Linked DNA regions of Zea mays: all the other regions are linked to region 1. Evidence: chromatin contacts called from public Hi-C data. All regions are on one chromosome and are shown on one strand. The core of a region is the stretch at or near the end of the contact, and the rest is flanking DNA. Distances in the headings are between cores, read along the strand shown.

Region 1 (6,055 bases), core at 1,442-3,941:
CAGCCACCTGTCCAGGCTGTAGTTGGGCATGAACTCGAACACCAGCGCTCTGAAGTCGTCGCCCCTCGCGTCCGCGCCGACGCAGCAGGTGAGTATCCTGACGAGGTTCCGGTGCCGGACGTTCCGTAGCGCCTCGCACTCCGACACGAACGTCTTGGAGGCACCGACCTGGCAGAGATCGAACACCTTGACGGCCACGGCGACCTTCTCGGGCGCCGAGTCCGGAGCGCCCTTGGGCACCAGGGGCAGGGCACCCAGGTACACGGACCCGAACTTGCCTACGCCGATCAGGTTGGTGTCCGCGAAGCCGTTTGTAGCTCTGTCCAGCCCGGCGTACGATATTCTCTGATAGTTCATCATGCCGCCGAGGACGTCATCCGCCGGCGGCGTTGCGTCATCAGGTTTTTTATCTGTTTGTCCGGCCACTTTGCTGTACCACTGGAACATGCTGAGGAGTATGGCCGAGAAGAGAGCGATGCTTAGGACAGGCACCACTATGTGGAGAAGCCATCGTGTGTCCCTGGAAGCTGGACACCGGGGCAGGTCGAGCTCCGGGACGCCACCGCAGAGTCCCGCGTTCCCTGCGATCTTGAGCCCGGAAGTGTTGGCGAATATGCCGCGCAGGGGCACGCTGCCGTCGAGATGGTTGTAGGACAAGTCCAGCTCGACCAGGGAGCTCAGGTCCTCCAGTTCCTCCGGGACGGCTCCTGTCAGGTCGTTTCTAGACAGGTACAGCTCCTGCAGGCCAGACATGTTGCCGAGCTCCGGTGGGATGCTCCCGGACAACCCGTTGCTCGCCAGGCCGAGTCTCCTGAGACCCTTGAGCTTGCTCAGCGACGGAGGGATGCTTCCATGGAAGGAATTGAAATCCAGATCAAGAAACTCTAGGCTCTGGCACTGCTCCAGCTCTTCTGGTAGCTGACCGGAGAATTTGTTCCCGGATAGCGCTAGCTGAGCAAGGTTGGTGAGGCTGGAGACGTCGGAGGGAAGAGGGCCGTCTAGCTGGTTGTGAGACAAGTCCATGGCGGACGACAAGGACGGCAGGGAGAAGATTTCCCTTGGGACTTGGCCGGTGAGGGCGTTGCCCGAGAGGTTGAGCGAGGTTAGGTGGTTCAGGTTGGCTAGAGTGTCGGGGATGAACCCACTCAGCGCGTTACTGCTCAGATCAAGCTCCAGTAGCTGGGTGAGGTCGCCGATGGAGGATGGGATTGGCCCCGTCAACCGGTTCCCCTGCAACGCCAACTTCGTGAGGTTCTTCATGTTCCCAATCCCTGCTGGGATGGTGCCGTTGAGGAGGTTGGATTCGAGGCCCAACGTTGTGAGCCCGATGAGGTCGCCGATGGCCGGTGGGATTGACCCGGAGATGCGGTTTTTCCCTAGGTTCAGTGCTTGAATCTCCCTCGGGAGGCGGGCAATGGAGCCTGGCAACTGGCCACCGAGCTTGTTGTCGTCAAGGGCGAGGACCTGCAGGCTGCCGCAGTTGGTAAGATGGTCCAGGAACTCCCAGCCTTGCTCGTCGCTCGCCGTCAGCTGGTTGCCCGACATGTACAGCCACTGTGGGCAGAGCATGCCGATCTCGGGAGGCACCTGCCCAGTGAAGCTGTTGTTTGCTAGGACGATAGACGTCAGACTGGAGGCCTTGCCAAGCGCCGCGGGGATGGGGCCCGTCAGGCTGTTGCCGCCGAGGTACAGGGATCTGAGATTGGCCATGCGCGCGCCGGCGTAGGGCGGGAGGACGCCACGGAACGCGTTGTTGGTGAGGACAAGAAACTGGAGCGACGACATGTTGAAGAAGCCTGGCGGGATCTCCCCTTCCAGCAGGTTCTGGTACGCGCTGAACGTCTGGAGGGATGGAAGTTCCGCGAGGCCAGCGGGCAGGCTGCCTCGCAGGCAGTTCTCGTCGAGCCTGAGGGCCTGCAGCCCCGTGAGGCTGCCGAGCGACGGCGGGATCTCGCCGGACAGCGCGTTCTGGTGCAGGTACAGGTAGGTGAGGTTGGGGAGCGCGCCGAGCCACGCGGGGATGGCGCCGGTGAGGCTGTTGTTGTTGAGGTACAGGAATTGGAGGCCGGTGCAGCCGCGGAGGCTGTCCGGGATCTCTCCGCTGATGCCGCCGTTGTCGCAGAGGCTGAGGTACCGCAGGCGCCGCAGCCCGCCGATGCTCGCTGGGATGCGCCCGGAGAGCTGGTTCTTCTCGAGGACGAGGTACTCGAGGTACGTGAGGTTGCCGACGGCCGCGGAGACCGTGCCGGTGAGCCCCAGGCCGGAGACGTTCAGCGACGTGACGTGCCCGTCGTCCGTGCACGCCACGCCGGGCCACTGGCAGAAGTGCAACGTGCCGTTCCACGACTGCAGCGCACCGGACAACGACGCGTCCGACACGCTGGCCCTGAACGCCCGCAGCGCGTCCCGCTCGATGTCGGAGTCGGAGTCGGACCGCTGCGCGCCTGCCGTTAGCAGGAACATGGTAAGCGACAGCAGCAGATGCAGTGCGTGCGGCGCAGCCGGTTGCGCTTGCGCCGCCGCCATGCTCGTCACGGCCTTGTGTGAGACTGCGTGGTTTCTCCCTTTTCGTGTGTGCTAATGGATGGCAAGGCGTCCAGGCTTATAAAGGGTGTTGCCGCGGGAAACTGCAACTGCTGATTAGTGCAAACAGAGAGCATGCTTGGATGGTGTCTGCTCTGGTTTCAGAGTTGTGCCGAACGGTCCTGCAAAAACTCGTCAATTTAGGCTGCTGACATCGCGGTACACTTGTCTTGACAGCGATCATTACGTGCGTAGACTTAACTGTGAGTGACTTCTGCCACATGAGTAGAGCTAGACTGTTCTTGGTGTTTGCCTTGACCATTTCCCTTCTTGGTGATTGATTATACCAGCCAATTCAAACACAGTATGTCACCGACACCGAGCCGGCATGGACTAAAACCGAACGCCGAGTTGATGATGGCGGCGGGAATTCGGTTCTGATGACATCGTCCTTTGATCGTTCTCGCCTTCATGCTGACTTTGCATAATTGTGCTGTCGTTTCCTCAGCAGGGATTATCACCGCTGCTCAGGCAATTCCATTGGTCCCACCATTAAAATTACGATTAAGAAACATGCAAGTGCATTGTGACGTGTTTACGCCAGTAAATAATGGGCAATTTCCATTGGGGTTAAAATGAATAATGAAGTTGGTCCTTTCTTTAATGTTCACAAGAACATCCGACAAGGTGACCTCCTTTCTTCGATTCTTTTTAATATAGTTGTGTATATGTTGGTTGTTGGAGACTTGTTCTCAAATGCTATGAATTAAGAACAAGACAACATAAAATGTTAAACGTTAATGTCCTTCGTCCGTTGAAGCATTATCTCCCTTAGGATATAATGAACTTCGGGCGAAGACCATAAGCAAAATATCACGAAGATCTTACCTTCGTGATTAGCTCTATAGAACGATGTAATGCTAATATATGGAAAATTAAAGAAATTCATATTAAAGACAGATATTATTAAACATATATTTTATTATACGAACTTGAATGTTAAAACATAATATTCAAGTACATTTATACCTTTGCCTTGATAAAGAACAATAATTCCAGTGTGAAGCGTCAATGATTACAGGATCGCGTGAACAGTAAATGAGTACTGTTCATCTATTTATAGGCACAGGACGCAGCCTGTGTGAAATTACAATCATGTCCCTTACAAAGTATTACAGTTATGACTCAGACCCTTATGGACTAAGAAGTCATTTCATCTTTAAGTCGGTTCGAACCTTCGTCTTCATATATATTATAGTACCGAAGCTTCATGAGTGGTAGCTTCGGCACTGCGTTTTGCCGAAAAGTGTTTGTTCCTGCAGGACCTTCGGCGACGAAGCATGGCCCCAACAGTAGCCCCTTCGCGGTGCTAGATCGTTTTTCGTAACGAGCTTGATCCGTGAAAAAGTCTCTTAGGCTTCGGAAAGACGAAGGTCCGAAAAACACCTTCCCTGAGCTCGTTGCCGGGAAACGATAAAAAATTTCCGAGCGCAGAATGGTCCCACCATGCAGATTCACCTTCTCGGGTTTTGTGGCCCACCGTTCAGTGGGCGCGAGCGACTGTTCGTCCGGTGTAGGAAACTTGACGATTTACCTTCTTACCTGCAGCACTATATAAACAGACGAGTAGGTGTGAAGTTACCACAGCATTCATTGCTATTGCACTGTTTTGCTGCCAGGAATTTAACCATAGCCGAAGCTTGACCCTTGCGCTTAAACAAAGCACCACCTCGGAGTCTGCTTCGTCACAAGAAGAGCTTCGGAAAAAGGTCATCAATTTGAAAAAACTTCTAGAAGTTCATAATCAAATGGCTAGAGTGCGCTCCACTGCCAGGGTTGAACGTGAGAGAGATGAGACCAAAGCCACTGAAACCGTTCCAATTTCCGAAGCAATGAGGCGGTCTGGGCTGGCAACATCAGGGGATACATCTGCAGCCGAAGCAAAACAAGCTGACGTTGAAGAAGATGAATTTGAAGATGAGTATGGTGCAACGCCATCTAAACCCAGCCACTTAGAGTTTGGGAAGTCTACTATTACCGAAGGTGATATGGCTAAGTTATTGAAGCTAGGCTATTTTAGCGAAGACAAAAAGGAGTTGATTCGCTTCGGGGGAGAGGAAATTACCCCGAAGCCAGAAAAAGATGAGGTGGTGGTTTTTAAGAGCTTCTTCAAAGCGGGGTTAAGGTTTCCCCTGCATGGGATGATTGCAGATGTTTTAGAGAGATTTGGGATTCACCTTCATCAGTTAACTCCTAACGCCATTGTTAGGCTAAGTGTTTACATCTGGGCACTCCGAAGCCAAGAGGCAGAGCCACCTGCCGAAGGTTTTTGCCGGGCACACGAGCTTCATTACCAAACAAAAGCTAGAGAAGATGGGTTGCATGATAATTTTGGCTGCTACAATTTTGCATATCGGAAAGATGTCAAGTATCCAGTTATCAGCTATCGTACAAAATGGCGAGCTGGCTGGAAGAGTGAGTGGTTTTATGTCAAAGTAGATGAGAAGAAGGAGAAACTAGTTCAGAGCCCTTTGAGTTTAACCTTCGGAGAAACTAGACCCAAATGTGTCATGTCTCCAGATAGTCCATGTCAGATTGCACTGGGCGAATTTCGGGTTGTTGCAGAGCACATTGGCACCAGGGATCTGGTCCAAGAATTCTTAGCCTTCAGAGTATTCCCAACTTTGAGGGAATGGGACATGCCGAAGCTGAAAGGGGAGAAGAATAAGAAAGAGCTTGTTAGGCTACCTTATTATTACAAGTTTAAAAAACATTTTAAAGCGCCTTGCCAAGAGTGGTTGGACACAATTGAGGTTATGTGCAACGAAATCCTTGACAACTATTCTAAGAAAGAAGATCAGTTAATGACTGCGGCCTTCGGTACTCGTCCGAAGCGAAGAATGAATCGGGTGATGGATGTTTTGAATTTTGATTATCCTGACTATGAACAATTGGGCAAAGTTGCCGAAGGCCAGAAAAGAAAAAGAGTCGCCAACGCCCTTGACAAAGAAACTACTACTAAATTGGCTAAAAAGAACAAACAAATTTCTGAGAAAAGAAAACTGAGTCCTGAGCCGAAGATAGCTACTTCAAAGAAAAGGAAAGCTACGGCTCAAGAACCAAAAACGTCGGGCCATGAGGAAGAAGCTCCTGCGACGCCTTCTGCTGCCAATGTGGAAGAAATTCTAAAGGTAATGACTGAACCTTTTCCTATCAAGCTAAGTCCACTGGCGCCACAACTGACGAAGCTTTTTAAGAAGGAAAAGGAGCCTTCGGCAACGGAAAGTCCTGCTAAGCTGAAAAAACGAAGAATTATCCAAGTGGCCGATGTTATTCATCAGACACCACCGCCGGCATCAGCGTCAAAAATACCAATTGCTGAAGACGCTGGCGCTACCAAAGCTGAAGCCGCTGAAGCCGAAACCGCCGAAGCCTCTGATCTAGAAACCACTCTTGGTGATATTGATAACATGCTTCTAAAAATGGCCGAGGAAGAAGCTGCTGCGGCCGCGGTGGACACAACAATTGAGAA
Region 2 (6,055 bases), core at 1,580-4,079, 230 kb before region 1:
GTGTGTGATTTCCTTCCTTTTCTAGCGAAGCCGACCGTTGCCAGCCACGGGCCACGTGGCACACCGGACAGTCCGGTGCCACCTCCTAACCATTGGCTAAGCCACGTGTCACCCGCTGATCGCGCGATCGACCGTTGGCTGGGCGCGCGGTTGGCACACCAGACAGTCTGGTGCACACCGGACAGTCTGGTGAATTATAGCCGCGACTTCCTGAGTTTTTCCCGAGAGCGGCCAGTTTGCTGAGCGCGCCAGCCTCCGCAGGCTGGTGCAAGTTTGGCTGGACTTAGCCAAACCTCTCCAATCCAATTTCTCTCATTTTGACAAGGTTCCTAGCACTTAGTAGAATAATGTTAGTACCAAAAACAATTTACTAATGCTAGAATCATACCTTGCTTTTCCATTTATATCTCTTTGACACTTAGCTTATCTTAAACAAAACAATATGTGTTAAGCATCTAATCACCAAAACATTTATAGAAATGGCCCAAGTGCACATTTCCCTTTTAAGGTGAACTTGACGAGGGGACTGGAACAGAAAGCAACCTCAGTGTTGCATTGCCACTTTCCTCCTCCACCTCGGTCACCAACTCCTCAAGACGGCGTGTTGCTGCAGCAGAGAGGTGCACGAGGCTGACCTCAGATGCAGTGCTTGGTTTTGCGACCATGAATTGGTGGGGACGAGTTTGGTGCCGCTGTCCTAGCACATCGATTGGATAGCATGGGAGGGCAAAAGGCTGGACGACACCCCATGAGAGAATCTTTTATGTCCAGTTCAATTCAAGTTTGGGCAATGCCTGAGTATGCAAGAACCTTTATACAGTCAAAAAAGTCTATCAAGGAGACCCAACGAATTGGTCCATGTTCTGCGTTCACTAACTACGACACTCGACATAGACGAACAATGTCCATGTCAGCAAAACAGAGAACACACACAGACTACTGCAACCTGATCAGCAGATGATGTGGTTGCAACCAGCGTCACAACAGAATCCGCTCAGCCGGGGACCAATGCCAGGGTTTTCAGCCACGAGAGCGCATCTGAAGATTCGAGCTAGTACAACATAGTAGCATAGCAACAAGCAAGCAAGCTTCTATATATAGTCGCTTCACGACCTGAGGGAATGGAACCTCAACCGCTCTCGTCCCCATCTCCCCAATACATAGAAGTATTCAGGCATTGGACAACAGGGGAGGGCAAAAGGTTAGACTCCAGAAATGTTAGGCTAGAGAACGTGGACTCAAGATATATTGTTTTTCTGTGCGAGCGGATGCTTACTTGCGCGAGATGGCACCCGGATCTCGGCAGGGGAGAGCGCCCAGATCTCAGCGGATCGGCGGCGGTGCCTGGATCTCGGCGGGACGGCAACAACTCTCGGCGTGAGAGAGCGCCCGGATCTCGACGGGGTAGGCGGGAGGGGAGCCGGAGCTGTGTGTGAGGGGTGTTGAATAATTAGACAATTTCCAGATTAAATTCCGAATATAAATCATGACCAAATCAGAAGAACTGAAGTAAAAAAAATCAAATTAGATGATGCGTACTGATCAGACATACTGATATATGGCGCGGGCCGGAATCAGCAGGATCGACGACGTCGAAGCAGCGGGGTTGATGATCACCAGAATCAACAGGGTCGACGACGTCAGAAGATCGCGAGCAGACGCGTGAGAACGCTTCCCAAAAACCTTATTCGCACTCTCCCGGTGTGTGGCGGTGGCGGGAGGTGAGAGCGCGAGGTTGAACGAAATATGGAGGCCTAAGCAAACAAACAAACAGTATTCGTTTACGTGTAATGTGATTACAGCTCTACGCAAACAAACAGGTGTAGCCGTATTAGTTACCTATCCATATTGAGGTCGCGTTACAAACAAGAACCAAACACCAAAGTGTTAGCGAGTAGCAATGTGATATACGTATATAGCTGGAAAACCTGGAGCATGGTCTTATGGCGTTGCCGTGAGGAGTTGCGGGATTTGAGGAAACGGCAAGCAATGATGCCGAAGAAAAGCTATGGACGGCGCCGTGGGAGCTAGCGAGCGGCCGAGATGAACACCTGTAAATGCAACGCAGAACAGCACCTGGAAGGGGTACGGTGGGGGCACCAGCACCATGAGAGATCGAGAGCCCGTCGGTTGTGATTCTGATTCACGTTCGTCGGTTCGTATGGAAGCCCAGCTGAGCTGAGCTGAGCTGAGTGAGTGCGATCCAGTTCCAGTTCCAGTCCACTCCATGCCCATCATCCCTCTCAGGCATTGTTCAGTTAAAAGGTGTTCTTCTCGGCCATCGATTATTCCACGGAAGGAAAAGGCTGGCATGGCATGTGATGGGCTGATGGCCGTCTTTCTACACAGCGTTGGACAATGATGGCTGGCCATGAGGTTTTATTACAGGAGTGTCAAGGGAGCAGAGGCAGCAGAAGAGACGGGGGGCCATGGATCATGGCAGCAGCGATGAGCGCGGCGGCCGAGTTCGAGCGAGCTGTGGCCTACGATCCACGCATGAGCGCCATGCCGTTTCCAAGTTCCGGCAGATACGGCGGTGGGTGGGATGCATGCAGAGAGCGAGCCTATTGAATTCGTTGACTCCTCAAAGTCCTCAAGCCACGTGTCGGAATTTGATGCCTCTCGGAGTTTCTGTTCATGCTACAAAAAAAAAAAAGTTTCAAGCAACAGTCTACACCTTTGTTTCGAACGAACGAACTAAGGTAAGAAAGAAAAAAAAACAGGTTTTCTTTTTCATTGATCGGGTGACTCGGGTTGTCGTGTGAGGCCCATCTCGCAGTTGTTGTTGCACCGTAGCTGTTGGCCCGTTGGATATTTCTAACTGGGCCTGTGCACTGCGCCGTGAGGCCCAACTTCTCGCCCTCCCTTTTAACTAGCCAGTCGCCGCCTCGCCGGGCACCTGACCCCTGCTTCTTCCGGCCGGTCCCTGACCCCGATGGTAGCGAATCTGAATGGCCCGACCACCTCAAGTTGTTCTCCACAGTATAGCTTTAACCAATGTTTTATTATTAAAATACACATAAACTCTTAATACATTTATATTTTTTGTAAAAGTACTTTTAAAGGTAAATCGGTACATATGACTATTAGATTTCAAAACGAAATAACAAAATGGTTATTTGTAGTCAGAGTTTTATAAGTTCGACTCAAACCTTATCCAAAACGACTTTTAGTTCGGAACTGGAGGGAGTAGTTTGGTACGTAGGGTGAAAGAAATATGTCATGTTATTTTAGTATAAATGAAGAAATCAAGCAAATAACGTTGAGGTTTTGATATCGATTTCGATATCAATCACAATATGATATCGATTTGCAGTGGAAGCGTATCGTCTTTCTTCGAAGATTCTATTTGTCTTCAATGAAACTACTACATACATAATAATGTTAGAAATTATGTTAGTTTCAAAGATAATAAACTATAGAGTAAACTCCCCTTAAAAGTGTGCTTACAAGTTTTCAATACTTGCAGGAGACATGTACTTTGAACTTTAAGGTCAAGAAACCACTTGAAAGGATAATGTCACGTGAGCATTACCTTAGGTGATACGTAAAGGTAAATTATCTACAATTTAAATTTTGATACATGTAATTCAAAACAATATCAATTAAAAATTTATGGAACTTAAACGAGATACCAATTGAAAACAGAAACATATATCGTTTGTTTAGGAATTTTAAACAACCTATGTGTCATGCTTTATTTAACATTTTAGACTATATAGGTTTTGCTCCAAGAGTATTAGTTTAAATCGAGCAATCCTACCAATAATGTTCCTAGTATATGCATGTTTATCAATTGAAAACAAATAATAATTAAAAGTATATAATATATGATATTCAATTTAATACCAATTTAAGAACATAACAATTAAAAGCAATACTAGGCATAAAGGTAAACTAGATGCTTAAATAAAGATACACATATAAAAAATATGGCATGATAAATCTAGCTACCTAAATATGGGTGGAGAGATTGGGTCCATAATTTTCACTAACCCACTTGGCAATAAACTTGATGTGATATGATGTATCCCATGATACACATCCTAATTTTGCCAAGTCTCCAAATTTTCTAAAGTCTATTGGACTTCTCACTTTCCTCTCGGGACCCAAACTTTTTTTGGTGCTCTTCATGTTTGAAATAAAATACTTCGGCACCCAAATCCGTTTGGCCCCTTTACCTTTGTTGGCTTGCTTGTTGATCTTGATGGATATCACCTTGTTATTTTTCTTTTCTTGAGCAAGTATGGTGTGGTAGCGTTTTGTTCACTTTGTTGTATAGGTGCTAGAGAGCTTGCTTGTTTGCTTCCCCCCCTTTTTCTCACCTGGTATTCGCCTTGCATTGATAAGATTTTTGGTCTTCTTTGTGGCATAACCAACAAACTCCAATTTCTTCCTCATCTAGATTCTTCACTCCCATAGTGGTGTTATCTAGATGAGTTGGGTTTGTTTGACCTTGCCCTTTTTGTCGTACAAAGTCTCATTTAGGCGAGACACTTCTTGCTTGAGCTTTTCATGTCCCTTGCGATTTTTTAGAATAGGTTTCTACACCAACATTCTTAACCAAACTTGTTTGCAAGGGTTAGAGTTAATATCAATTAAATCTAAGCAAGAAGTAGAGGCATCCTTCTTGATAATATTAGGAATTTCAATTTTAGGTGCCTTGAGGGTGTTACTGATGTTTTCTAGCTTGGTAGTTAGCTTATTATGTATGCTAATAATTTCCATTTTGCATAGCAAATTATCAATAGTATTTTCTGAGCTAGCAAACTTAGCTTTCAGTTTTTTATTCTTTTAATTAGGCTCTCATAATTAGTTGAGGATGGAGCACTAGATTCTAATGGTTCGACTTTATTAATTAGCTCAACATTAAAATTTGTAAATGATTCAAAATTTTCTAACAAACTTTTATAGTCATTTTGTGAGCTAATCAAGTTAGTTTTGAGCAGTTTTAATTGAACCTTTTGTTTTGTGCAGAACTCCTCAAAAAATTAGACGGCATACACGGCATACACACGTTCTTCTGTAGATGGTTTTTCATCATCACTACTAATATCAATATCATACTCACTAGAAGATGAATCATCAATGTTACCTCGTGCTATCATGCATTTGTGAGATGATCGTGATGATGAGTATAAAGATGGCAATGGGTAAAAACCCGCTGGGTATCACTTGTCCAAACCTATACCCATGAAGAAAAAATGCGCCCGTTAAAAAACCCACACCCATGACGGGTATAAAATTTTGCCCAAACCCATGCCCATGCGGGTTTCGGGTACCCAACGGGTTTCCCATACCCACTAACATCAACATAAAAATAATTCATTATATAAATGATAGTCAATATATTAATAAGTTAGGATAAAAGAAATAAGTGATAACTATTTTTTAGCTTAAACTTTGTAACATGGAGTTTATTTCACTTAGAACATATTTAATTAATAATATTAGGAGACATATTTGTAAAATATGTTGATTTTAAGGCGGGTTTTAAAAACCTGTGGCTTTACGGGTATGGGTAGTGGAAGAACAAATCCATGCCCATGTACCGTTGGGTTTCTATTTAAACCCATTAACAAACCCATGAGTAGACAAATTTGCTCAAACCCATACCCTAATAGAGCAAAAACCCACCGGGTTTTGGGTAGCGGGTACCCGTTGCCATCTCTAGATGAGTGTGATGAAGAGCGATTAGGACAATGGCTCCTTGGTGGGGCTTCATCTTCACTTGATGAATGATCCCATGTCTTGATTGATGTGAGCGCTTGACCTTTGCTCCTCCTCTTCTTGGGTGTGGTCTTATTTAGACAACTATCCCTAAAGTCACCCTTCTCCCCACAAATGATGTAATTAAACGGGTATATCAGCCGTGCTCATGGTCAAGAACGGCTCGGAACCACAAGAGTAAATGACGTAATTAAATTTAATTGGACACACATTTTCATTGTGGGAATTACATTTATGATCTCTTATTTAATTGGGTTGGTGTTTACTTATACTTAGTAACTGCTAACAAAATTTTGACCAATTTAATTAAAAGTGGATTCTTAGC
Region 3 (6,055 bases), core at 2,426-4,925, 220 kb after region 1:
GGGGTTCAGAAACTGCAGATGAATTTTATTGTATCATTTTTCGTAAAACATGTTTGGTCTATTTTTACTTTTTTTGCTATAGAGAGAGCGTGTATGATGACGAAGGAAACTTATTGGATGAGAAGCCCATATAGATGCTCGTGAAGTGGAAAGAAAAAAGATATATACACCATGCGAAACAAGGTAAACGATTTGATTCAACAAGCAAGGAGTTCAAAAGAAGGCATGGAATTCTTATTTGCAAGCATCATGAACATACAAGATTCTCCTGGTAGCATTGTACCTAACACAGGGCAAACTAGAAGAGAAGAATATGAGAGTTTTATTAGTTGCCAAATTCCAAAAACGTCGCTAGATACATCAACAACAAATGGGCTTATACAATCCTAACCATTATATGGTATGCCGGAGAACTCATACCTAGGTAAACCGCCACCTCCACCACATCTAATGGATGAAGTAGGGCCTCTGGGCATGGCCGAACTGTCCATCACCCTAGCTGGAGCATCCGGTGACCCATCGCAGACTGTCTGGTGTCCAATACACAGAGTGGCACCATAATGATAACACAACAATATTCTACACCACACCAGCACTACCCTCTCCTACCTTCGGCCCATAAGAGCCAAAGCATTCTAGCACCTAGGTCGGAGTACAAAGGTCGATGCAGGGCTTCGAGGCGGGGTTCGATCGTGGTGGGCTCGATCTGCGCAAAACCACAACAATAGTGAGCTAAAAATGTGTCAATGGTGACCTAACGAGCACGCAACGATAGGGATTGGGCTACAAAACTTACTGGGGATTCCTTTGACTCCATTGACTATCTGGTGTGGAACGAGTGGTGAACAAGGGTGGTGGTCCAACTGCAATGATGGTGGTAACCAGGAACGGATGAGTCGGTGATCTATGATGTGTTTTGGGTGCAGGTTTCAAAGGCAGCTTTTACGTAGTGAATCTCAGCGGCGGTGACAGGATGCAGGCGCGAGAACACGTCAGCAACCGGTACGGCGACAACGGTGGCACGAGTAGAGGGCGGAGATGCAACCTGACAACGTTGATGAGCAAGAGTGGGGGCTCGATCACGATGCAGGCGCAAGAACGCGTCAGCAACAGGTACGGCGACAACGGTGGCACGAGCAAAGGGCGGAGATGCAACCACACAACGTTGATGAGCAAGGGTGGGGGCTCGATCACGATACAGGGCGGTGGTATTTATAGAGAAAGGGCATGGGCGCAGGGGTGGCCAAACTACTCGCAAACGTTGGGGAGCGTTGCGGTGTCGTGCTCCTGTCCGCGTGGGAACGACGGCTGGAGACTAGGGCCAAAGCCGACAGTGGGACCGGGGTGTCAGCGAGAGCCGAATCAGCTGCATCTCCGAACGATCCAATGCACCGGTGGGAGGTTCAGGTCTAGGCTACTCTAGAGATGATGCGTGGCTAGGGCGCGGTGCCGCGCGCGCGGACATCACTGTGCTAGAGCGGAAACAGAGGAATAAAAAAAAGAAATGTTTCCTTTCGGAAGATTTTTTGGGTTGAGCTTAAAAATGATTTTTGAAGGGGAAATTTGGATCCATACCATTAAAAGATCACCACTTTAGATCCATACCATTACTATCTCACTTACATGTGGGTCCACATGAGTCAATGACATGTGGGGTCCATGGTATATATCTAAAGTTTGGATCTTTTAATGGTATAGATCCAATTGTTCCTTTTTGAAAACATGCAAATAATCAAAGTAGCAACCAAAAACTCATGTCCCTATATTCATTTTAGTGTTTTTGTTGCTCCAAGGTAAAGACTTTAAAGAAATTTTGGTACTGAGAAAACTAAGGTGTTACTCACTCTGTTTTTTATTTGTTGCTTTTTAGTTTAAAAATGAACTAGCCGACGTCAAAGTATTTAAGAATAGAGTTCTGCATATAAAATGCAAAACCACTTTTTTATAGCCGCTCAGACTTCAAGCCTACATGAATAGAAGACGAAGCCTACCACTTGATTTTTTGGTAATTTTTTTCTTCGGTTCGTGACTTCGTGTTAGCCTGCAGATGTGTGGGGTGGTTTTACTTCCCCAGAGAATTTTTTTCGCGTGGCTACCAGCTAACACTCGAGAGATTCTCTTTGAAGCTGGCGAGAACGATAGTACCACACGAATTTCAACAGTAGTGTTTGCCACCAGTGCCTTTCATTGTCTTTTCCTTGCTCTTGCTCACGTGCTCGACTCCAGCAAGACTGCAAGAGCTGTGTCCTCGTGCTCCCCCTTTTTCCGCGCGACCTCAACGACGTGGCGAACCAAGTCCCTCACATCGGTGTCCGACGACCCACCCTTCGCCATTGCGGCCCTCATCTGTTGCCCGAGCTCCTTGGCCCTCGCCCGCCTCGCCGCGCCCGCGGGGCCCTCGTCCATGAGGTCGGTGACCGCCCTGTCGACGCCGTCCCTCCAGACCTGCACCTCCAGCACCTCCCCTGGCTTAACGACCGTCACGTGCGTCGCCGGCACCTTGGCGCCGGAGCGGACGCCGGTGCCGAGCACGTCCACGATCAACGCCTCGTTCAGGAACTGGTCGACGAACTGCGGCCAGGTCATGAGCGGCACGCCGTAGCAGAGGCTCTCCAGGATGGAGTTCCAGCCGCAGTGCGTCAGGAAGCCGCCCGCGGCAGGGTGCGACAGGATGGTCATCTGCGGCGCCCACCCACGGACGACGAGGCCCCGGTCCTTCACGCGCTCCTCGAACTCCGCGTCGAGGGCGGGCGCCGTCTCCTTGGCCGACCAGATGAACGGCCGGCGCGACGCCTCCAGTCCGGCGGCGAGCTCGGCGACCTGAGCCGGGAACAGACGGGCGATGCTACCGAAGCTGATGTAGAGCACGGACGCCGCCGGCCGCGCGTCAAGCCAGGACACGATTCGGTCGGCGTCCACCGCCGCGCGGTTGCCTCTCCCGGCCATCGCGCCGGCGTCGGAGTCGGAACTGAGGAGGCACAGCGGCCCGACCACCCAAATCTTCTTGCCGAGCTCCGAAGCGAGGCGCTCCACGAACGCGCCCTCCAGGGCGGCGCACGTGTTGAACAGTATCCCGTCGGCGGTGGCCTCGGCATCGAGCGTGTCACGCCGGAACCTCTCCATGCCTGCAGGCCACTGGAAGAGCCCTTGCGCCGTCGCCCTGCTCACCACGGCGCGTACGGGGAACTCCGGCACCTCGAACGGTTCGAAGTCGTCGTCGTCGTCGGCGCGGTCGTAGAGGCCGCGCTTTTCGAGGATGTGCGCGGCGAGGATGTAGAACGCGGACGGGAAATGGACCACGAACCGAAGGATGCCGTGCCGCCGCGTGACGCTGGCAGTCCACGGCATGCACGAGTCGGAGACGAGGCAGTCCGGCAGCCGGGGCAGCGAGCGGAGGTACGCCTCGAGCGGCTCGGCGAGCAGCCACACGGCATCGTAGAACGGGATGATGAGGGAGATGTCGTCCAGCATGTCGACCCTCTCGCAGCCCGCGGCGAGGCCGAGCGCTGGCCCCGGGAACGCGAGCTCGGCGAAGTTGATGGTGAGCCCCGCCCGCGCGGCCTGCTCCAGGAAGGCCCTGTTGCGCGCGGCGTTGATGGGCGTCAGCACCACCGTGGCACGAGCGCCGTGGCTGGCGATGAGGCGCGCCAGGTCCAGCATGGGGAGCAAGTGGCCCTGCGCCAGCATCGGCACGAGCACGAAGTGCGGCGCTGCTGCAGCCATGGCACTAGAACTGACGTGGCTTTCTCACAGTTCTATTCTATAGAGCACATACGGTACAGTCTGTACAGGCGTTGGTATATTCTAGTGAGCCATGTATGACGTGGACATGAATCAAGGATGATAAATGTGTAAGCGTAACGTACGGCGAGTGTTGGAGGACATGCAAATGAAATCACTGCGACGGTGACACTCAGCGTGGTCGGAACCAGTCATTTCAGCTGGATGTTGTCCACCACTCATTGCCTGTTGGAGGACACAAAAAGACAGGAAACGGGAAGTATACGCCTCCAGACCGCAGTTCCATGCATTTTCTTCATTTCAATAAAGACACAAATACATAGCTGCAATGAAACCAAAGTTCTAATGAAAACAAAATAGTCTCGGCAATGCTGGGGGCAGGGCACCAAGCCAGTTCAGCAGCATACTGTATGTCTAAAATACATAAATAGAGTGCAAAACTTGTCCCCTATCAGTTACATATATGATCACTTAATTGTTTGCCCTTGTTAGGTCTGCGAGATAGCAGTCCCTTATCTTGCGCATCTCGGCTGCGGCATCACCCATGGGCTTTCTCTCTGATGGTGTTAGCTTGGTGCAGGACAGCGCGAGCTTAGTGACAGAAGCTATGGCGTTCTCAATCTCTTCCCCTCCAACGCTTCTGTGTCGCGGCTTTCTTGCGAACCTCTCATCAGTGGACAGCAGTACTGGATCAACGATGTCCATCAGCTTCTCTGGAAACGCTATCTCCACGAAGCCCTGTAAGGTCAATCCGTCCTCAAACATGGCGTCGGTGGGGGCCTTCCCTGTGAACATCTCAAGGAGCGTGACTCCAAAGCTGAAGACATCTCCGCACGAGGAGACCTGGCGGCACTCCCCGTATTCTGAAGTGCAAGAACAAGAAGAAGAAAAAATGTCAATATGCTCAACCAGTAAGAGAAGGATACAGCTACATATTTTCAGTTACCTGGAGGCACATATCCAACTGTTCCTCTTATTCCGGTGAAGGTACTCGAATTGGTCACAGGATCACCATCTGAATCTGAAAGAATCTTTGCAATGCCGAAGTCTCCAACACAGGCAACAAAGTCCGCGTTAAGAAGAACGTTGCCCGGCTTCAGGTCGCAGTGGACTATTGGGGGCTCGCAGTTGTTATGCAAATAGTCCATAGCGTCGGCGACATTGACAGCAATGTTCAATCTCTGCAGTAGCGTCAGGCCTGGTACACGTCCGGACGCATCTGAATCAGGATCAAGGTCATGTAGCCACTTGTCAAGGCTCTGGTTCGGCATGAACTCGAACACGATGGCTTTGAAATTATTCTGCTCCGAGTCAGTGCTAGAGCAGCAGGTTATGACGCTGATCAAGTTGCGGTGGCGGATCTTCCTAAGAGCTTCACACTCGACCACAAAGCTTTTGGAGGAACCTGACTGCTGCAGATCAAAAACCTTAACAGCTACTTGAGTTTCTACGTTTGTCAGCGACAGTGTGCCCTTATATACGGACCCGTATCTTCCTCTCCCAATCAAATTGCCATCAGAAAAGCCATTAGTTCCTCGGAACAGCTCGGCATAAGAAACTTTAGGATATTTATCATCCAACAAAGAGACGGCTGCCCCTGCCATTGCTGTAGCACGAGGTCCCTTTTTCCTTCTCCAATAGAAGGAGAGAAGCACCAGCATCACACAAAAAAGGCTCCCAGTAGAGATTATGATTACGAGAACTACACGACTTTTCATGTCCCTATGCTTCCTGGAATGGACTGGACAGGCAGGCAGATGTAGTTCCTGCACACCGCCACACAGCCTATCGTTACCAACAAACAAGAACCCCGTCGATTTGGCAAACACGCCTTGCATAGGAACTTGGCCACTGAGATGGTTGAAAGAAATGTCAAGTTGGGACAAGGAGGTCATATTCTGCAAGGTCGTCGGAATCTGCCCAGACAAGTTGTTGTGCGCAAGATACAGTTCTTCCAAGCCCTTCATGCGTCCAAACTCTTGAGGAATTGCACCCGACAAGGAGTTCTCTGTCAAATTCAGAACTACCAAACCATACATTTCAGTAATAGACGCAGGGAGGCTTCCGCTGAAGGAGTTACCATCCAAATGGAGCTGAAGCAAGCTTTGGCAGTTGCTGAGGTCGGGTAGTGAACCAGATAGGTTATTTCTGGAGATATTTAAATACACAAGCTTAGTAAGGCGACCAACTTCAGGTGGAAGCGAGCCGTTGAAAAGGTTGTCAGACAAATCAAGGATGTAGGACAGAGATGAAAGGTTAAAAATTTGCTTGGGAATTGGACCTGCAAATGCATTGCGCGAGAGGGTTGCGATGC
Region 4 (6,055 bases), core at 1,283-3,782, 170 kb after region 1:
TTTACGCTTTTAAATTAAAAAATTTGAATTTCACATTTCCCGGTCGAATTCCATCGTTTTCCGTCCGAATTTCGGTTTTTTTACCGGGAAATGTATTTTAGTTAGAAAAATAAATTTTTTGGTAGAGTTTGTCTATATTTTATTCAAATCATGTTGCACAATGAATAATTTGATGCCCAAAATCACATAAACCATACTTTCGCAAATAAAAACCCGTAATTTGAGTGCAACACAAAGCAATTGAAGGTTACAATCATGTCATACAATGATATAATAAGTACATCTAAAGTTTTTCATAACACAATTCTTCACACAAATTATGTATGTACCATATATTCACCCTGAAGTCATAGTATACTCGGCAAAGACCTTGAACATTTTTTGAACCAAATCCACGTTTTTTGTGGCCAGATTCAAACTCGCAACCTCTCTCTCACACATAACCTCATCTACCACTACACCCCTACGTCAATCGTGTCTATATCATGTTTTTCTTCTCCACATGTTATAACAAATCAAGTGTAAATTGATCCTTTGAGGCACTAAATGGATTCAAATGAAAAGTTGTCAACTATAAAGTTGCATAACTTTTCGAGATCTACAACTATTATTTTGACAATTTCTTCATCCATTGAAGTTTACAAAATTTGAATTTCAATTTTTTAAACTTCAAACATATTTTTATATGACAAGACGATTTCAAATAAAAAAGTTCTTAATTACAAAGTTTCGTAACATTTCAAGACATACAACTTTTATTTTGGTCATTTTTTCATGCTAGGTTGTTTGAAAATTCTAATTTTAAAATTCAAATGTAGTTTTGCGTGACAAGATGGTTTTAAACCAAAAATTTGTCAACTATAAAGTTTCATGATATTTTAAGACTTACAACTTTTGTTTTGGTGGTTTTTCCATCTGAGGTCTTTTGAAAAATTCAAATTTAAATTTTTTAAATTCTTACATAGTTTTTGTTTACAAGATAACTTTAAATCAAAACGTTGACAACTATAAAATTTTATAACGTCTCGAGATTTACAAAGTTTATTTTGGTTGTTTAATCATTTGTTCATCCAACATGTTGGTTCTGATATTATTCATAAATCTTATACATCTCACTTGTAGTTTCATAAACTAAAGAGATATAAGTCTTGTGACAAATTTACTTTTGATTTATCATATGAAGAAATGACCAAAATAAAAATTATGCATCTTGATGAGTTATACGGTAGTTGAAACTTTTTCATTTAAATTAATTTATAGCTTCAAAATGTGATTTGAAAATTCACTTTGCGTAGTGTCAAAAAACACTCGGCAAAGAAGACACTCGGTAAAGAAGTTTTTTACCGAGTGTCAAAAAAACACTAGGCAAAGAAACTTTAACCAAAATAACACTCGGTAAAAAGCTCTTTGCCGAATGTTTTTTGTTCGGCACTCGACAAAGGATTTCTTTGACAAGTGCCTGAAAAAAAACACTCGGCAAATCTCGACAAATAGCCGAATTCTGGTATTGCATATTCATGACCCTATACAAAGTTATAAAATAATATTAGGTAGATAATATAAATGGAACATTGGTAGCTAAATCTGAATTTAGGGGACTTTTTTTAGGAACCAATGGAGGTGCTCTAATATGCACACAAAAATACTCGGTGGATAACACGTACCACTAAATCAATGACCTAGAGGCTAGAACTAGCTTTAGTTCTTGATGAACGAAGAGGAGGATGCAGACGCTAAATGTCCGAGCCGTGCAATGCACGCAGCAGATCTGGCGAAACCCGCTGCTTTCTCGCTATGATTCGTGTAAAATCGAGTGAATCTCACGGATTTGTGGCCGATTCTTGTCGCCGTGGGCAGGTTGGGAGAGGAGCACAGACATTGGAAGGGCCTGAGATATGCGATTTTCAGAAGCAGAGTGGAGATTTTCAATGATGGGTTAACGGGTAAATCGAATTTATTTTCAATGCCAAAACATAATTTTTTTTTTCAGAAGCAGACTGAAGCCCGGCCCGTTTTGGTCTGCCCGCTAGGCACGATTAGAAAACCGGGCCGAGCCATTTAAACCTGCAGGCTCGTTTCCCTGTCTGAGTCCGGCCCGCAGCGGGCCTAAACGAATCAGGCTGGCCCGGTAAGCACGGAAAAAACGGACCGAAAAACGAGCTAAGCGGGCCGATAAGCACGATTTAGTGAAAAAAGCGGGCTTAACATGCTTAGAGATAAACGGGTCGTGCCGGGTCAGCCCATCGTGTTTAGTTTCCTGTCCGAGACCAACTCGTTTATTCTTGTCGGGCCGGTTCGGACCCGTATAGAACCGGTCCATGCCGGGCTCAGATCGTGCCCAAACAGTGGGCTTCATGCCGGACTTACGGACCTCGTGCTTATTGATCATCTATAGTTGCATCCTTAGAGCATAGCACAAGTAAATACAGTCAACCAAACTTAGTCATTAAGACACCATGAGTGAGAAGAGGCCCGGGGTTGCAGCTTTGCTGCTACGGACTCTAGAGGGATGATGGGGAGACCGCCTTGCTCGTGCTCTAGTAGATCCAGAATAGCTGGGGGCCCGAACTTCTGCTAGCGGTGGAGACGACAAGCGAGGCGTCTTCAGCCGGCCAATGGTAACAGTTGTCTTGGTGTTTTCTTTGTCTTTTCTTCTTCAAAGCGTTTCTCCAATTATCTACTACTAGAGTATAGTTGTTTCTATTGGGTCCTGCACTAACTCTAACTTTCAACCTTTTATATGACTTTCTCATGACTAACTAGGCAGCGGCCAATCGTTCGTGGACTGCCTGGAGACTGGAGTGATATAAGATAGCCATGGATCACGTCGACATCGTCCACTATAGATTGGACTGCCATGCCATGGACATACATGGTCAGCAGTCAGCACTCAGCAGCTAGCCGATCGATCAACGCTGAGCAATAAATAAGCACCGTTCTATTGACCAGTGAGGTTCAGTTCAGCTGCAAATGACGAGTCCAAGGTCGTCGCTCTGCAGCTAGCACACGACAGAACAAAAAAAAATCACGTCAGCATCTTGCCTTGATTCCAGTGAAAGCCAAACCTTTCTGGATTTCGGCAAGTTAACGCGCATTATTATCCTCGGGAAACCAAAACCACACATTGCAAAATTGACCTCAGGCCCGCCGCGCCAGACTGAAACGATGTTGTTATAACAAACTGATAAAACCCTGTCGCTTGGATCTTTTTTCCCGTCTTTCCTGTAAGCCTATTTTAGATACTCTAATAATGAAAGAAATTAAAGTAGATTGAAATATATAGTGGTAGTTTTTGATTTATTGGAGATTTATACACTCTTCAATCCCTTCAAACTATTTCTCAATACTAGAGTATCCAAACAAGGCCGTAGACGACACATCCCTGTCGAACGGATACGCTGGGCGATCATCGGCGGTGCCCGTTCACCTCCGACATAGCCGATCCATGTGGAAGAGGTGAACGGGGCGCTGAAGGTTGCGGCACAAAAAACAATAATAATAATGTTTGTGTCTAGTCTCAATATCACACCAATTAACTAGTTCAAATATATAAGTATGATACTACATATTATAAAAGGTACCTTTCTATCATATTTTACATTTTATGTGACATCTTTGGATATTGGAGTATCTTATTTTTGACTCGGAATAGCCTAATGATCAGTACATAAAAGCTCTTCTGGCTTTCATCACTCCAAAATAAAGGCCCAGCGTAAATACATTTATATTAATGGTTTTATTAAGTGAACTGTCAGTGTAAGTCTATTTATCTTGTCGTAGTTCATGAAAATCTGCTGCCTCTTGATTTTTTTAGATACGTGTTTAGTAGCATAAAGTGTCTATAAAACTATTGTTTAAACACATAGTTTTTCCAACATATTACTACTAAATATTATCTGATCCTAATCGCACTGTTCAACATATCCAAATATGCATCAAAATCAATTATATATATTTCCATACATCATAAAACTATATTTATTTATTATACCATAGTCATCAACCCAAGTATAAATATCAACCATAGTATCCATATATTTACATCAAAGGTTTCTGCTCCTAATAAGTTTTATAGAACATCCAAGTATAAATATCAACCATAGTATCAATATATTCACACAAGTCACCTAGATCCAACGGCTCGAGCAAGCCTATGTTCTTGACCTTGGGAGGTGATAGTAGAATAAGGACTATAATATGCATATACGCCTTGCTCAGTAGACCGACTATAAGAATATTCCTCTAGAATATGTCAAGTGCTAGAGTCTGCCATGTGAATAGAATCTTGGGGCACCAGGCCTTGCCAAGGCTCTGTTCTCTTAACCCTATGAGGCCATGTCGATCGCTCTCAATACCGGGTCACACCCAGGGTGTGACACAATGCGACAAGGACGAATGCGAGCTCGCTACATACATGACTCTATCTCTATGTTTACCTGCCAATTTCCCCATACATACAGGAAAATCTTTGGCATGTAATGAGCACCACAAGAAGGCAAACTTAGAGAAGATCCGACAACATGATCACACCTGATGATCAACACCAAGCACTAGTAGAGGATGTCAAAGGCGATTGAGGACTATAAGCTAGGAACTAGCACTACACCAAAATAGTAAACTTCCTAGAGCCTAAACCCTAGGAAGTTAGGCCTAAACTCTAGGAAGTTAGCGAAACTCTCGGAAGTTAAGCCATCCCGTCGGAAGTTTGGCTCTCGAAAATTTTTTGTCGGAAGTTAGCTTAACTTCCTAGAGGGCTCTAGGAAGTTAGTTAACTTCCTACGGCCTGCTAAGTCTCTCGGAAGTTAGTAGATTCTCGGAAGTTAGTAGTTTCACGCCGTCAGCGCCGTCAGCTGGCTAACTTCCTACGAGTAACTTCCTACGGCTGACTGTAGCCTCTAGGAAGTTAGCTGGCTAACTTCCTACGGCTGACTGTAGCCCCTAGGAAGTTAGCTGCCTAACTTCCTACGGCTGACTGTAGCCTCTAGGAAGTTAGCTGACTAACTTCCTACGGCTGACTGTAGCCTCTAGGAAGTTAGCTGTCTAACTTCCTACGGCTTTCTGTAGCCTCTAGGAAGTTAATTTGGCCAGCATTACAAATGCTGTTTATATTTTACACCACATTGCACAAAATAACAAATATATCAACAGCTACATAACACAACAGATTATCACATAAAACATCTCACACACAATCACATAACAATATTTAAATCCATAGTCTCATCAATTATTACATCACAAAAGTCTCATCCATAGTCTCATCATCACAAAAGTCTCACAAATATCATCATCCAGTACTAATAAAAGACAATATCTCATACATAGTCATAATAAAAGTCTCAAGTATCAGAACACAATAACATGGAAGCTCACAGTCGCCGATCACCATCGATACCTCCACTATTCAAGAGGGTATCGACAAAGTCTAACCCGTCCTCTTGTTCATGCGTCGGCAAGGTAGCTGGAGGGGTCTAATATAAATGTACAAATGACATTTGCTCAGTTACATCAAAATATACTAACAACAACTAAATGATGATAAATATGCATACCTGATGTTCGGTAGATGGAGATGTAGGTATAGGTGGAGGTGAAGACCAAGGATAATGGACGGGAGGTGGTGGTGGGGGGGGGGGCACCGGGACATGTATCCCTTGGGCCTGTGCTAGTTGCTACAAATTTGTCGAACTCATTCACATCAGCATTTTAAATAAATACATATCTTAAAGTGAAAGCTATTATGTTTTGAACTTACTTGTATGAGTGTTTGCTGTTGCTGAATCTGTGTAGCATAATATTCATGTTGCGCAGCTTGTTGCTTCAAGTAATCCTGATGTCGCCTAAGTTCTTCTCGCAGTTGCTCCACTTCTGCTGGATCTTGAGTGGAGCGACGGGAGCTACGAGCAGCAGACCTCGATGAACCTCCACGCTGAACCCTAACCTGGCTCGAGTCGATGATGTTAGCAAACATTGTGTACCTACAAAACAAGTAACATCACGACAGGATTAAGAATACATGTATTGCACTCAACCAATGAAACAATATAAGATATGT

Evidence for each region. A called contact is a pair of places that touch in the nucleus more often than the background predicts.
Region 2: a contact with region 1 is called in a Hi-C map of leaf, with 4 times the contacts expected there. The contact joins the enhancer-like site here to the promoter of LOC103652952 in region 1. A contact is called at or near these places in 7 of 25 Hi-C or Micro-C datasets (ear, endosperm, leaf and 2 more).
Region 3: a contact with region 1 is called in a Hi-C map of tassel, with 7 times the contacts expected there. The contact joins the promoter of LOC100216716 here to the promoter of LOC103652952 in region 1. A contact is called at or near these places in 6 of 25 Hi-C or Micro-C datasets (ear, leaf, root tip and 2 more).
Region 4: a contact with region 1 is called in a Hi-C map of ear, with 2.1 times the contacts expected there. The contact joins the enhancer-like site here to the promoter of LOC103652952 in region 1. A contact is called at or near these places in 2 of 25 Hi-C or Micro-C datasets (ear and tassel).

Annotation. Positions count from the first base shown.
Region 1 is chr4:24,862,999-24,869,053 of Zm-B73-REFERENCE-NAM-5.0, forward strand. It overlaps LOC103652952 (putative receptor-like protein kinase), which reads right to left and starts at 2,692. Exons shown (of 4, transcript XM_008679936.4): 1 at 1-2,692. The coding sequence starts at 2,526.
Region 2 is chr4:24,635,267-24,641,321 of Zm-B73-REFERENCE-NAM-5.0, forward strand. No RefSeq gene overlaps it. Among protein-coding and RNA genes, the nearest start is that of LOC100285107, 49 kb to the left of the region's middle. Within about 2 kb of position 2,830, at least 17 of the 20 cell types and tissues checked have an H3K27ac peak or open chromatin away from gene starts, as enhancers often do. A contact at or near this core is called in ear, endosperm, leaf and 2 more, where this site is marked.
Region 3 is chr4:25,079,452-25,085,506 of Zm-B73-REFERENCE-NAM-5.0, forward strand. It overlaps LOC100216716, which reads right to left and starts at 3,676. Exons shown (of 1, transcript NM_001143121.1): 1 at 2,123-3,676. The coding sequence starts at 3,660. The coding sequence ends at 2,209. It overlaps LOC103652958 (receptor kinase-like protein Xa21), which reads right to left. Exons shown (of 3, transcript XM_008679942.3): 2 at 4,688-6,055; 3 at 4,004-4,604. The coding sequence ends at 4,213.
Region 4 is chr4:25,029,464-25,035,518 of Zm-B73-REFERENCE-NAM-5.0, forward strand. No RefSeq gene overlaps it. Among protein-coding and RNA genes, the nearest start is that of LOC103652955, 11 kb to the left of the region's middle. Within about 2 kb of position 2,533, at least 10 of the 20 cell types and tissues checked have an H3K27ac peak or open chromatin away from gene starts, as enhancers often do. A contact at or near this core is called in ear, where this site is marked.